Linked DNA regions of Mus musculus: regions 1 and 2 are each linked to region 3. A link is a contact called in public HiChIP or PLAC-seq data. All regions are on one chromosome and are shown on one strand. The core of a region is the stretch at or near the end of the contact, and the rest is flanking DNA. Distances in the headings are between cores, read along the strand shown.

Region 1 (3,665 bases), core at 504-3,003, 270 kb after region 3:
TGATAATGGATTAACATGGAAACTGTAAGCCAGGCCCCAGTTAAATGCTTCCACTGATAGAGTCATGGTGTCTTTTCACAGCAATGGAATACTGACTAAGACATAGGAGAAAGTTACCCATAATAAATGAACTATTCTTCATATTACCCCTTCTACAAAATATAAGTACATTAGACATTCACAATATACAATATCAAAACAATCTGAGGAATAACCACAACAGAGACGCTGCAGGTTTTAATGCCACTTCGGTGAATATACGTGTGATAGAGAGGTGGGGCAGAGTTAGCAGATGGAGCTGCTCATGACAGACGTGGGGGTGAGGCTGTGGTGGGGTGCAGCGGGGGGTGGGGGAGCTGTTGTTCCTGAGTAGCCTGGAGCCTGGAGCCCTCACAGCCTCTGCCCCCAGCACACTGCCCAGGCTACAGATCTCTCTCAGCTCTGAGCAGAGACAGGGCTTCCAAGATGGAGAACAGTTCATTTCCTGGATTGGACCACCTGAAAAGACGTCCATGGTTCGTGCCGCTGCTGTTGCTGTTGCGGGATGTTGATACCCATGGGTCTGTGTTGCTGCCAAAGGCCACGTGGATGTTACATGCTGCAGTGGGGGTGGAAGGTGGGGTTGGGGATATGTTGATGTCCTTGGTCCATACTACTGCTAGAGAACACATGAGTGTTTGTGGTCAGGGCTGCGGCCAGAGGCCAAGTTGGTATCTGCGGTCCATGCTCCCGCAGAGGGAGGGCCTTGTTGGCGTTTGTGGTCTATGCTGCCACCTGGGGTCATGTTGAGGTCCACAATCCATGCTGCCGCTGGCTGTTTTGGGCCAGGAAGCTTCTTTTGTCGTGGCATCGTCGATCTAATGCAGACTCACAGTTGAGAATGAGAGACATAGAAGGCATCTGTGACAACATTCCCCACCCCCTCCCCCGCCACCTCCACCCCTAGCCCACCCCTACTCCCAGAAAAAAAAGAAAAGAAAAAAGTCAGGCAGGAAAACGTTGAAGAGAGTGCTTAAAAATTGTGCTAAGGCAGCTAAAGTGTAGCACTTCACAGTTGGTGGCTTCTGGTGGGGTGGGGATGGGGAAGGACTCAGTTATCTTCAAGTGGCTGGCCACTGGGCATTTCAGCATGCTCCATTGAGTATATGGGCAACACAAACTGGACCTGGGGTATATTTTTTATTTTCTTCTGTTTCTTGGGGGGTGGGGTGGGCGGTGAGAGTATGGACCCGGGAAGAAAGGAAGGTGAATGGGGTACGATCAGGCGATCAGGGTGCATTGTGTGAAATTCCCAAATAATCAATAAAAATATTATGCTTGATTAAATAACAAAAACAAAACCCACCACAACAAAAATAGGAGAGAGAGAGAGAGAGAGAGAGAGAGAGAGAGAGAGAGAGAGAGAGAGTTTTGAAGCATTCACAGCTGCACAGAACTTCCATTGTCAAGCTGGCATAAAGAGCTTTCTTCTGTTAATGTTTACAAAACTGCTTGGTGTTTGAGTCTGCTAAGACATTGTAATTCTTAGGCTAACCCTGAAAATGTTTCCTGAAAGCTTCATCCTTACCAAGGTGCGCTACAGCTCACAGGATGCTCAATAGCAATTAGTAACATAAAGTAAAAGTCAATAAAGAGTTAAAAAAATCTGACTTTTCTATTTCAGGCAACATTTTATTTAGGTAATGAAGGCCGTTAGGGCCTAGGATAGAAAGCCTTGGCATTCTGCCCAGAGCATGCTACAGTTTCAAGTGCTAAGAGGGAAATGATGGCATAGGTTAATTTGGGATCTTGGCCTGTGGCCACAGCTCACGGGACTTCTGAATTGAGAGAGAGAGAGAGAGAGAGAGAGAGAGAGAGAGAGAGAGAGAGAGAAAGAGAGAGAATTGATTTAGAAAGTCAGCTTCTCAGGCAGCAGGGGGAGGGGCCAAGTCTAGTTCCAAGAGGCATTTAAGGATAGAGAGGCTGAAGAAAGTCCACTGAGACTAGCTGGGCTGAGGGTAGGACACTGGCAGCAATAATGGTGAGAGAAAATGACTCAAAGAGGGTACCACTTCCTGAGATGGACAGGCTAGGAGCCTAGCACAGAGTGCCACTGAAGACTCGGTGGAGACTCATCCCTTAGGACAATTCTTAACTGCATGTACAAAAAAAAAAAAAAAAGGGGAAAATTGCCATCTCGAAAAGCCAGCAGAGTTCACTGAAATAGTTAAAATCCATGGACTCATATGGCAGGAGCCATTCCCCAGCAAAACGCAGACAGCAAAAACACCCCATTATAACCTCTGCCGGGTCCAAGGGAGAAGCTACAGGCTGGTGGGCCTCTGCTTCAGAAAGGAAGGAATGGGAGAGGATGCTCTTAGCTTTTGTTGGTTTCATTGTCCTAAACTCCCCTCCTCTATCGAGCTATCTATCAGTGCACAGTCACTGAAGGCCAAGCGGGGAAAGAAATACAGAGCGGCTCTCATGGGCCAACTGCAGCACAGCACAGCATATAGACCAATAGACCCTGCACTTTGGGGGTCTATTGGTCTATATCCAGAAGTTGAGACACTGTTCATGTAGCTCAGTGATAGTGTGGTTGCCTAGCATGTGTGGAGTCCTGGGTTTGATCTCCAGCATCCTGCTAGGTGCTGTGACTCACACCTGTTAACTTGGCACTCCAGAGGTGCCACACCCACTCCAGTAAAAACTTAGTGGCAGGCCCAAAAGCTTGGACACAGTCCCATGGCAAAATGTTTCACGGAAACTTAGTCTCTTGGAGCCTTGGCATCCTGTAGCAGGAATACTCCAAACATGTCCTTGTGTTAGTCAGTGAATGGATCTGTGTGCTTTCTTTCAGTATTGTTTTATTATAGGTGCCTCCAAGCAATGATTTGTCAAATACCTAAGCTAAATTGAACTTTGCTTCCTGGCCTTCACCAATGTCCTAGGCAGTCCTTGAGCCGACCCTGAGCTTGGAATTCAGTAAGAATGTTGCCTATTCAGATGAATTGCCTCCAGTATTGAAAGAGAGATAGTTAAAGAAATCAGGCATTACTATCTACTACATAGAGTTAGAAATTTCAGGGCAAGCTTAGCAAAGTAAGTTTAGAATTCTTATTATAATTATGAATGGCAGACTACATTACTTAATAGAAGAAAGTCTACACAAAATCACTTAGATTAACAGCCAAGTCACTCCCATATACAGGAATTTACAATGGTTTAGGAAGAAGATTGGGCTGTGGTTTAAGGAGGAACTAGAGTATTGCATTATTCATGAGAAGGTTAGCTAGAGCAGAACTCCCTAATTAGAACTATGGCTTGGACACAAAAAGCCCTTGCCCCGGGAGCATAAAGACCTCACACCTGGCTTCTAAGAATATAGCTGACCTTAGATAGAGGTGATTTTGTCTCAGTTGTTTTATTGCCTAGTTCCTGCTAGTCTTTATGTATGCATTCCTCTATTTTGTGTAAAGAGTCATTATGCATTCGGTAACCTCAGTGTACCTTGGCTGATGTGTTACCCAACTTCCTTATTTTCTTCTGTATTTTAAGTCTGATGCTCGCTTTGAGAAATTACATTCAGATCAACACTCCCTTATGTTGTGTCTGTTTGTCACCCTGCTGACTGAGTCCAGTCCAAGGCACAGAGGTAGAGACAGGAGGATCAAAAGTTCAAGACA
Region 2 (3,971 bases), core at 922-3,421, 300 kb before region 3:
TGACCCTATCTGTAATCCTAGCGCTCTGAAAGTAGGAGTAGGAGGGTCAGTAGCTTAAATCATCCTGGGCTACTTAAGACCCTGTCTCAGGACAAGATCAAAATACACACTTTCATACGCATATTTAGGATTGTAAATAGTCCAGTAATATAGCTCTACAGTAGTTATATTTGTAAATATTTGAAATGCATGTTTCTTTGACCCAAAAATTCTATTTCTAGATTTATTCATACATTTTCATAGGAATATGTAGAAGAAACTTTAGTCCAGTATTACTTGTAATAATGAGAATATTGGAAATGACCTAGTAATCTGTTGCATAATCTCAGAGAACTAGCTGGTTTCTGCTACAAAATCAAACCCACCTCCCTAGTTACCATAACTCCTGTTTACCCCTGAGTTAGAACAGATGCTTGCCTCGGGAAAGAAAATGGCTCAGCTGTCCAGGTCCCACAGCTACGTGTATGTGTCTTCTGATGTTCAGATCACCTCAGCATGCAGGGTCATTTGTCATTCCTCACTTACACACACATTTTTACATTCCGTGGTGTGTGTGTGTGTGTGTGTGTGTGTGTGTGTGTGTGTGTGTGTGTGTGTGTTGTATGTTCCAGGAGTTGGATGCTGGTCTTTAGGCTTGGCTCTGTGAATCTTTACTTCTGAGCTCACTCTGAAACCTACTCCTCTGTTTTCTAGTGAGAGTTTTGGAAGCAGGCAATCCAAACCTGTGGATGATTGTATCAGGGGAAAACTTGGTGGAGGACTCAGAGACTTTAGACTAAAACTAAATTTCATTTTGTCAAGGTCAAGGAGCTGGCCACATGTGCTTGGCTTCTGCCCTGACACATTCCTGTGGTTTTTTAAAAATGAAATGGGAGTCGGGCGTGGTAGCGCATGCCTTTAATCCCAGCACTTGGAAGGCAGAGGCAGGCAGATTTCTAAGTTCGAGGCCAGCCTGGTCTACAGAGTGAGTTCCAGGACAGCCAGGGCTACACAGAGAAACCCTGTCTCAAAAAACCAAAAAAAAGAAAAAGAAAAGAAAGAAATGGGTTTCTGCTATTCGGGAGTCACTCTTGGGCTATAGGAAGGGGTTCTGTGGAGAGAGAACTTAACTCTGTCAGCTCTAAAGGCTCCTTGACAGAAGGTTCAGCATTGATCAGGTACTGATCACATGCTCTTACCCAGCCATTTAATTAGACTAGATCCGGAGAACAGCAGAAGTTAGCAGTTAGATTAACTCAGCACTATCTGGGAGACACAGGAGCTACAAACTTAAAGTTTTGTAGCAGCCACATGAAAAACAAGACATTATGTTAATATTTTTATTTAACCCATATCATTTTATCATATCATTAACGTAGAACTGGTAATTTTACTTTTTCTGTTTGGTTGGTTGGTTGGTTTTTTTTGTTTTGTTTTGTTTTTTTGAGACACAGTTTCTCTGTGTAGCCCTGGCTGTCCTGGAACTCACTTTGCAGATCAGGCTGGCCTTGAACTCAGAAATCTGCCTGCCTCTGCTTCCCAAGTATGGGGATTAAAGGCATGCACCACCACTCCCCAACAATTTTACATTCTTTTAGGGATGCTAAATTTTTGAACACAAATTCCCGTTGGGCCCAGCCACATTTCAAGTATAGCCAGGAATTACTGCATTATGTTGGGCAGAGCTAGGCTGTAAGCCCCAGAGACAGTGTCACTGGCCCAGAACCTGTCACAATAACAGTTCACAGCTGTTGTCCAGTAATTTTTGGGCTTAGAATGAATGAATGGGTACATTTTATGTCAAATCATCTTTTCATTTTGCCGTAGTGTTTGATCCACATGTTATGTTCATCACCAAGATGGCGGTAAGCCTAGACCATGTTTTCTGCTCTGTGTCCATTGAAAGTTCTAGAATGCTACTGTCATTCTTTTCACATTTTCCCAATATGTAAAACCTAAACAAAAAACATGAGAGTCTTCCTTCCTGACCAGTGAGCATAGCAACTGTTTTACGTTTGTCTTGCTAATTCCTAGATGCATGTACCTTGCAAAGATCATTTACACAATCTAGCCATCCCCTAGTCACACTTGCCCTCTCCCCCTTCTATTCTTTTGGTGCTGGAGTTTGAAGCCAGGCTTCCCACATGCTCAGCACCTGCTCGCTGTTGAGCTCCACACCATCTATCTTGGAAATACTGTGTCAGAGTCCACAGAGCTGGTCATTGTTTTAATCATCCCTGCCACTGTTTACTTTGGCCTAAAGTTAAACCCAGGGAAACTTTTAGATATGTTGTATTTTCCGGCTGTGTCAGGTGATGTGGGTAATGCAGGATAATTGTACATGCTGTTTGCCTTTGAGGAACTTTTACTCTGTTTGCAATAAAAAACAAACAGATGAAACGAGTGGAGAGGAATCAGTTACAAACCAGCTCCATTCTCAACCCCCTTCAGTGTCTCATGTGAGCCTCACACTAGGTTACAGGAACGTGGGTGCACCTGCATTTCTCTTTCCTCACATAGCTCCCCACTACCTGGGAAGATAGACGTGTAAGCCAGTGAGCGTTCAACAATAGCACATCTGCGAGGTACAGTGGTACCTCCCCAGCACAGATGAGGAGACAGATTCAGTGGAAGGTTGTGTCTACACCAAGGTCCTGGACGAAAGAACTAGGATGTCCTGGGAGCCCTTGCTCGGTCTCCCATAGCTTACTCTCCTGTTTTCAGTGAGCCAGACAGAAACTTAATTCTTCACTTACACCAAATCATAAATCAGTTGTCAATGCCTAGTTGCCTGAATTCTACTTGCCTGGTATTGGACTCATATTTACAAAATACAGTATTCCCATCTCGATAACTTTAGGTCTGCCCTAACATTGAACGGAGGCTGCTGATCCAGAAGAACCTAAAGGGACATATGGTAGACTTGAGAGCATTTCTACACTGGAGAATTAGAGAGCAGGTCGCCTAGGCCAAGGTCAAAGGAAGGACTCCAGGCTTGCTGGGCAGTGAGGCTAATAGCTCTAGTGAGTAAGTGAAAGGAAGTGGTTTAGCATCAGAGGGCTCTGAGATGCTTAACCTAGGCCTTAAAGAGCTGTCAGTGATTTACACACAGGACTGACAGGACAAGAGCGACTAAAAGATACATTGTTGCTTTGTTTTTCAGGTACTCTATTTCTGTGCATAGCATCTTAATTCTTGTTCCAAAGTTTATCATGTAAAGTAGAGTTTTTGCTTAAAAAGACACAAAAGGCCTTATTAGGTTGGTAATAAATACTAATTAGTAAAGCATATTAGGTGTCTGGCAGTGTGCTAAGTACTGGTGGACATTATACTATCATCAGTAGCACATAAAATAGAGATATCTTTAGGGTAGTAACAAATGTAGTGTCATCGTAGTCCATATCCTATTGCAGCTTGTTTGGTTCTGTAACTATTTAAGGACTTCTGGAGACCTGTGTAAGAAGTTGTAAGGATAATTGAAATATAAAGAAGTGGATTTTTTTTCTCCCTTTAAACTGATCTCAAAATTAGTTTAAATGAATTATGTATATAATTCAGTCATTTACTTATTGTATACCAGGTATTTAGCCAAGGGCCTTAAATATGCTAGGCAAGTACTCTACTCACTGGAGCTATATCCCCAAATTGCCTAGGTTGTTCTTGAACTTATGCTGTGAGCCCAGGCAGGCCCTGAGATGATGGGTCTCCTACCTCAGCCTCCTGAGGACTTTTGATTCCAGGCTTGTGCCACAGGTCTAGCTGGTGACGGAACTGAAACCTCAGGCTGTAGCTCAGTGATAGAATGCTTGCTAACTATGCATAAGGCAAGCTGGATTCTTGCTATCATAAAGAAAAATATTTAAAATCTATAACTTGCTTCCTTCCTATTTGACAAACTTTGTCCTTTTCAGGGAGGGTTGTGGGGAAGGGTCCTGGAGTCCTATCCAGAAAATGCTGTCTTTACCCATATCATGGAGTATTTCAGAGGTCAG
Region 3 (3,943 bases), core at 1,100-3,599:
TCCCCAGCAGTGCGCGCCTTCCTGCGGCTCAGCCTTTGTGTCCGAGCTGCTACCCGCTTTCTCTCCCTAACCAGTTCTGCGTTCCACGCCATTTCAACCGCATCCCGCCCTTTACCACCCAAGTTATTCCTAGTCACCTCGAGCAAGAAGGATTTCCCTGGGCCTGGACTGGAATTGCTTTTGTGGTTGAGAGCTTTCACCGACTTTCCTCCCCTCCAGGGCTTAACCGTGCCCTCCCCTCCCCCCCCCCCTCTTGTTCCTTGTGGGTAGACTGTTCCCCGGCCTTCAGAATGAGATCCATTGTGGGGCACTCAATCCATTAATTAGAAAATTGCCTTCATCTTAGATGCTGGTGCTTCGGCCTGGTGAGAATGAAAGTGGAATTGTTTGTAAGGCTCAAAGGTTCCATTGACAGCGAATATGAAAATAGATAATGCAGAGGCTTTCCATGCGGGAACTTGTTAAGATCAGAATGGCTTTACTCTGTAGAAAACACCAGTGCAAATTTTGCTAAGTAATTCAGTCTTTAAAAGGTTTGGTTGTTAGTTAATATAGGTAGGTAATCCTCTACTTGTAAAGGGGTGAATTTAAATTGCGGTCTTACAGGATTTAAACATCCGTAGCTTCTCATTTAGGACACATTCCACATTCCTTCTGATGAACTACTCTTTCTGGTCTGCCCTCCACCCCACCTCTCCGCCCCCAGCCCCCAGTCGGCGCTGGCGCCCAAAGGAAACACTTTTTTTTTTTTTTTTAAAGAAAAAAACCAAAGGTTACGGTGCAGAGCCCCGGGTGCTTGGCGAAAGCCGTCCCCTCGGGCTGGAATGTTCTTTGTCTCTGGTAAATGTCTATTCATCACTCAAGACAACCCCTTCCTCCCTCCCCTTAATTACTTCCTCCCCTGTGCGCCCTCAAATTCTTGAACTTATTCATGCGGTATTTGTTAGGGGCCTGCTTTGTTGCCCACCCCATGGCGGGATCTGGGATACAAAAGGTTAATGAGACATGGTTTCAGACTTTGAGGGTCTTAGGCTGAGAAAGAAGGGCCCGACATGACAGAAAATATTCTGAAATCAAAAAGAAAATGTAAAAAAGTGCCACCCTTCGATCCCTCATTCACTTCACAATCTTGTGCATCGCCTGCGGAGGCTCCACACAAGCATTTGTTTCCTGCGGTCCCCGAAGAAGTATACCCTGGACCGCATTACGTGTTCTGATGACCCTCTCTCAGGTGCTGGCATTTTCAGTGTCAGCTGGGTGGTCACGAACTCCCCGAACATGGGAAGATACCCACAGGTTAGATCCCCCAAGGGTTCGACTGACCCATTGCAGTTCTCTGGCCCAATCTTGATCGACTGCACGGTTGGGCTTGGACATTGCAAAGCCAAAGCTGCAGCAAACCAGGCTCCGAAGAGAGGCCTGCAGCGCCCCCGCTGGGCCAGCCTGCGTTCGCAGCATCCCTAGCTTGCCCGTGCCTAGGCTGCTAGAATTTCAGGGAACGGTTCCAAACCTCACACAGGCATCACGATGCTCCGCACTTTGCGAAGGTGTGAAAGATGACTTTTAAGGGATTTGGGATTAAAAAAAAATCTACAGTTTTGTCCGCACCTCTAGGGTGTTTGCACTGTGATTGTGTTGCACGTAAAGGAGGCTTGTGCCCCCAATGAACGGTCCCCAACGCTGCTCCAGAAGGGCGCTGCAGCAGCTTCTGGCATGTGGACCACGTTGTGCTGCGGCAAAGGAAGTGTACCGGTGCCACCGTGGTGGTGACTTTGGCCCATTCTATGTGATCGCAGCCTGTCCATGAATGTGTCCACTTAGCCACTGATACCAGAGAATTTGTCCATTCCCTAGCCATTTAGTGTGCCCTTCCTTCTTTGTTATCATGGGCTAAGGGCTTGGGGTTGCCGCGCATTGGTGACCCGAATTTTTAGATGCGTACTCACTCTTAGGGCTCAAAACACACGTAGGAGGTAGAAAAGAAGTGGGTGCCGCAACAAGAACCCCAGCTTTGGGGTGTTTTATGTCTTCCAGGGTCTAGGGACCAGTGCGTGGTCCAAGGGATATGTTGGGGAGGGACTCTCTCAGACGTTTGTCATCCTTGCCCGCGGCATTAACACATGGGAAGGCTTTCTTCACTAGAATCTGGGGTTCAGGATTAGAGATCTATAAGGAAAGAGGGGGTAGCGGGTCAATACCCCTGGAGGCGCCCACGGGAAAGGCCCCCCCTCTCTGCAGCGGTGGGGAGGGGCTCTGCGGCGGGAGCGAGAAGGAGGGGCGCTGCGGCAGGATGGGCGGGTTAGAGGCGGGGCTCAGTGGGCTTTAAAAGTCGGTGCCTGCTTGCTCCTCTCTGCTTCGGCCACCAGCACATCCCGGTGCTTCTTCTCAGGCGCAGCAGCTTTCCTCTGCGGCAGCCGCACCTCGCCAAACGGCGTAGTGCTGCAGGCTCGCCCGAGTTGCTGCTTGCTGCCTCTGCTGCCGCTGCCGCGGGCCGCCCTGCGCGGACCGTAGGCTGCGCAGACGCCACCTCCGATCCTGTATCGCTGCGGGCGCCTCGGCGCGCCCTGTGATCCGCAATCCTGCGGCGGGCGGCATGGGATAATGCGGCCATGGTGCGCCGAGATCGCTTGCGCAGGTGGGTGCTGCCAGCCCGTGCCGCCAGAGGGGGTGTGGCCGGCCCGCACCCCGGAGATGCGGGAGGCAAAAATCCTTATCCAAAGGTTGCCGCCCAGCCCAAACTCTCGGAATCGCCCTCACTGATGATTTTTAGAACCAGGGTTTAGTCGCGTGAGATTTACGAATTTGAGGATTTTTGCATTAACATGTGAGAATTAGCCTTTTTTTGTCTGGGTCTTCGTTGTGGTACGATTTAGGAGGTGGTGGTGAAGCAACTTAGGATTCGAGAACCTTGGTAATGCCTGGTGTGTTCTAGGATCTTCAGAGCTGGTCATTGTTGTGGCGTGATTTAAGATTTCTAGACCACGGCATGTGATTTAGGAATTCAGGAGCTGAGATTGTCACAGAGCGACTTAAAATTTCCAGGTTCTGGACTCACAATGGCAGGGTTACCGCATAGGTGCGACTAGATCGTGCCGCGCAGTGTGGCCACGGCTATAAGTGTTGTTTGGGAGCCAGAAATGGAAACCCCGGGGGACACCGGCACGCGGCCAGGCTCTTAAAATGTAAAAAGAATTGTTTGCTTTGGTTTGTGGGTGCACAGCGTAGTTCTCAATAAGAATGAGTCAGGTGGGCTGGTTTGGTGGTATTAGATAAATATGTTTTTACATCATTTAAAGCAGTAAGAAATCAAGGCACGTAAAGTTTGTTGTGCGAGTGTGTTGAATTTTTGCTCTAAATCATGGTACCATCAAATATTAGAGAGTGGACTTAAAAATTATTGTTTAAACCTTTTGGTCCGATTGCTAGTTTCCTTGACTGCTAAAAATCTTAAAATGTTTGGGGTATTTTTACCAAGGTAACTAAAGCTGAGAATGGCTGGGGGGGGGGGTTGTCCCCCCTTTCCTGCATGGAGGAGGTGCACTGAGGTATGGTCCGGAGAGCGTGGGTGTGGCACCTCTGTTTCCCTGCGCCAGCAGGAAGCCCCTGTTCACTCTGCAGTAGGCGCCCCTCCCCGGCGTTCTGCTGAGTCACTGCGGATTCAGTGAGTCCAGCAAGGATGCCCCAGAGGCTACATGAAAATGTATGAACAGGTAACAGGACCAAATGGGTTCTGAGGAAATGAGCAGTAACAACAAAAAGACCCCCCCCTCCCCCAAACCTAATGCTTTTGCTTTTCAAAGAGGTTCAGCCTTAAAACCCGTTAGTGGATAACAGACTGAGATAAAAACCATCGTGTTCTGGCACTGTGCCAGGCATTTCTAGTATAGCCTCAAAAGGTAGAACCAAAGCCTTGTGTCTTTATTGGACAGTGACTTTGGAGGAA

The links. HiChIP or PLAC-seq counts read pairs in DNA pulled down with a chosen protein or histone mark.
Region 1: an H3K27ac HiChIP or PLAC-seq map of stem cell-derived neural progenitor cells shows a contact between it and region 3, with 3 times the contacts expected there. The contact joins the enhancer-like site here to the promoter of Mest in region 3. A contact is called at or near these places in 11 of 39 promoter capture datasets (the 3T3-L1 cell line, the C10 cell line, the HPC-7 cell line and 6 more), 1 of 484 Hi-C or Micro-C datasets (bone marrow-derived macrophages), 9 of 115 datasets of contacts at active chromatin or transcription factors (embryonic hindbrain, embryonic stem cells, forebrain and 1 more) and 4 of 9 other capture datasets (adipose tissue, embryonic stem cells, liver and 1 more).
Region 2: a contact with region 3 is called in a FOXA1 HiChIP or PLAC-seq map of pancreatic cancer cells. The contact joins the enhancer-like site here to the promoter of Mest in region 3. A contact is called at or near these places in 9 of 39 promoter capture datasets (the C10 cell line, cranial neural crest, embryonic stem cells and 5 more), 1 of 484 Hi-C or Micro-C datasets (embryonic fibroblasts), 16 of 115 datasets of contacts at active chromatin or transcription factors (bone marrow-derived macrophages, craniofacial prominence, embryonic basal ganglia and 10 more) and 4 of 9 other capture datasets (adipose tissue, liver, macrophages and 1 more).

The regions. Positions count from the first base shown.
Region 1 is chr6:31,009,843-31,013,507 of GRCm38.p6, forward strand. It overlaps Gm40359 (a long non-coding RNA gene), which reads right to left. Exons shown (of 2, transcript XR_868931.2): 2 at 223-857. Among named protein-coding and RNA genes, the nearest start is that of Gm40359, 3.3 kb to the right of the region's middle. Within about 2 kb of position 1,754, at least 36 of the 459 cell types and tissues checked have an H3K27ac peak or open chromatin away from gene starts, as enhancers often do. A contact at or near this core is called in bone marrow-derived macrophages and stem cell-derived neural progenitor cells, where this site is marked.
Region 2 is chr6:30,435,015-30,438,985 of GRCm38.p6, forward strand. All of the region lies in intron 2 of Klhdc10 (kelch domain containing 10), which reads left to right. Among named protein-coding and RNA genes, the nearest start is that of 1700012C14Rik, 24 kb to the right of the region's middle. Within about 2 kb of position 2,172, at least 13 of the 459 cell types and tissues checked have an H3K27ac peak or open chromatin away from gene starts, as enhancers often do. A contact at or near this core is called in pancreatic cancer cells, where this site is marked.
Region 3 is chr6:30,735,701-30,739,643 of GRCm38.p6, forward strand. Mest (mesoderm specific transcript) reads left to right here and starts at 2,350. Exons shown (of 12, transcript NM_008590.2): 1 at 2,350-2,635. The coding sequence starts at 2,610.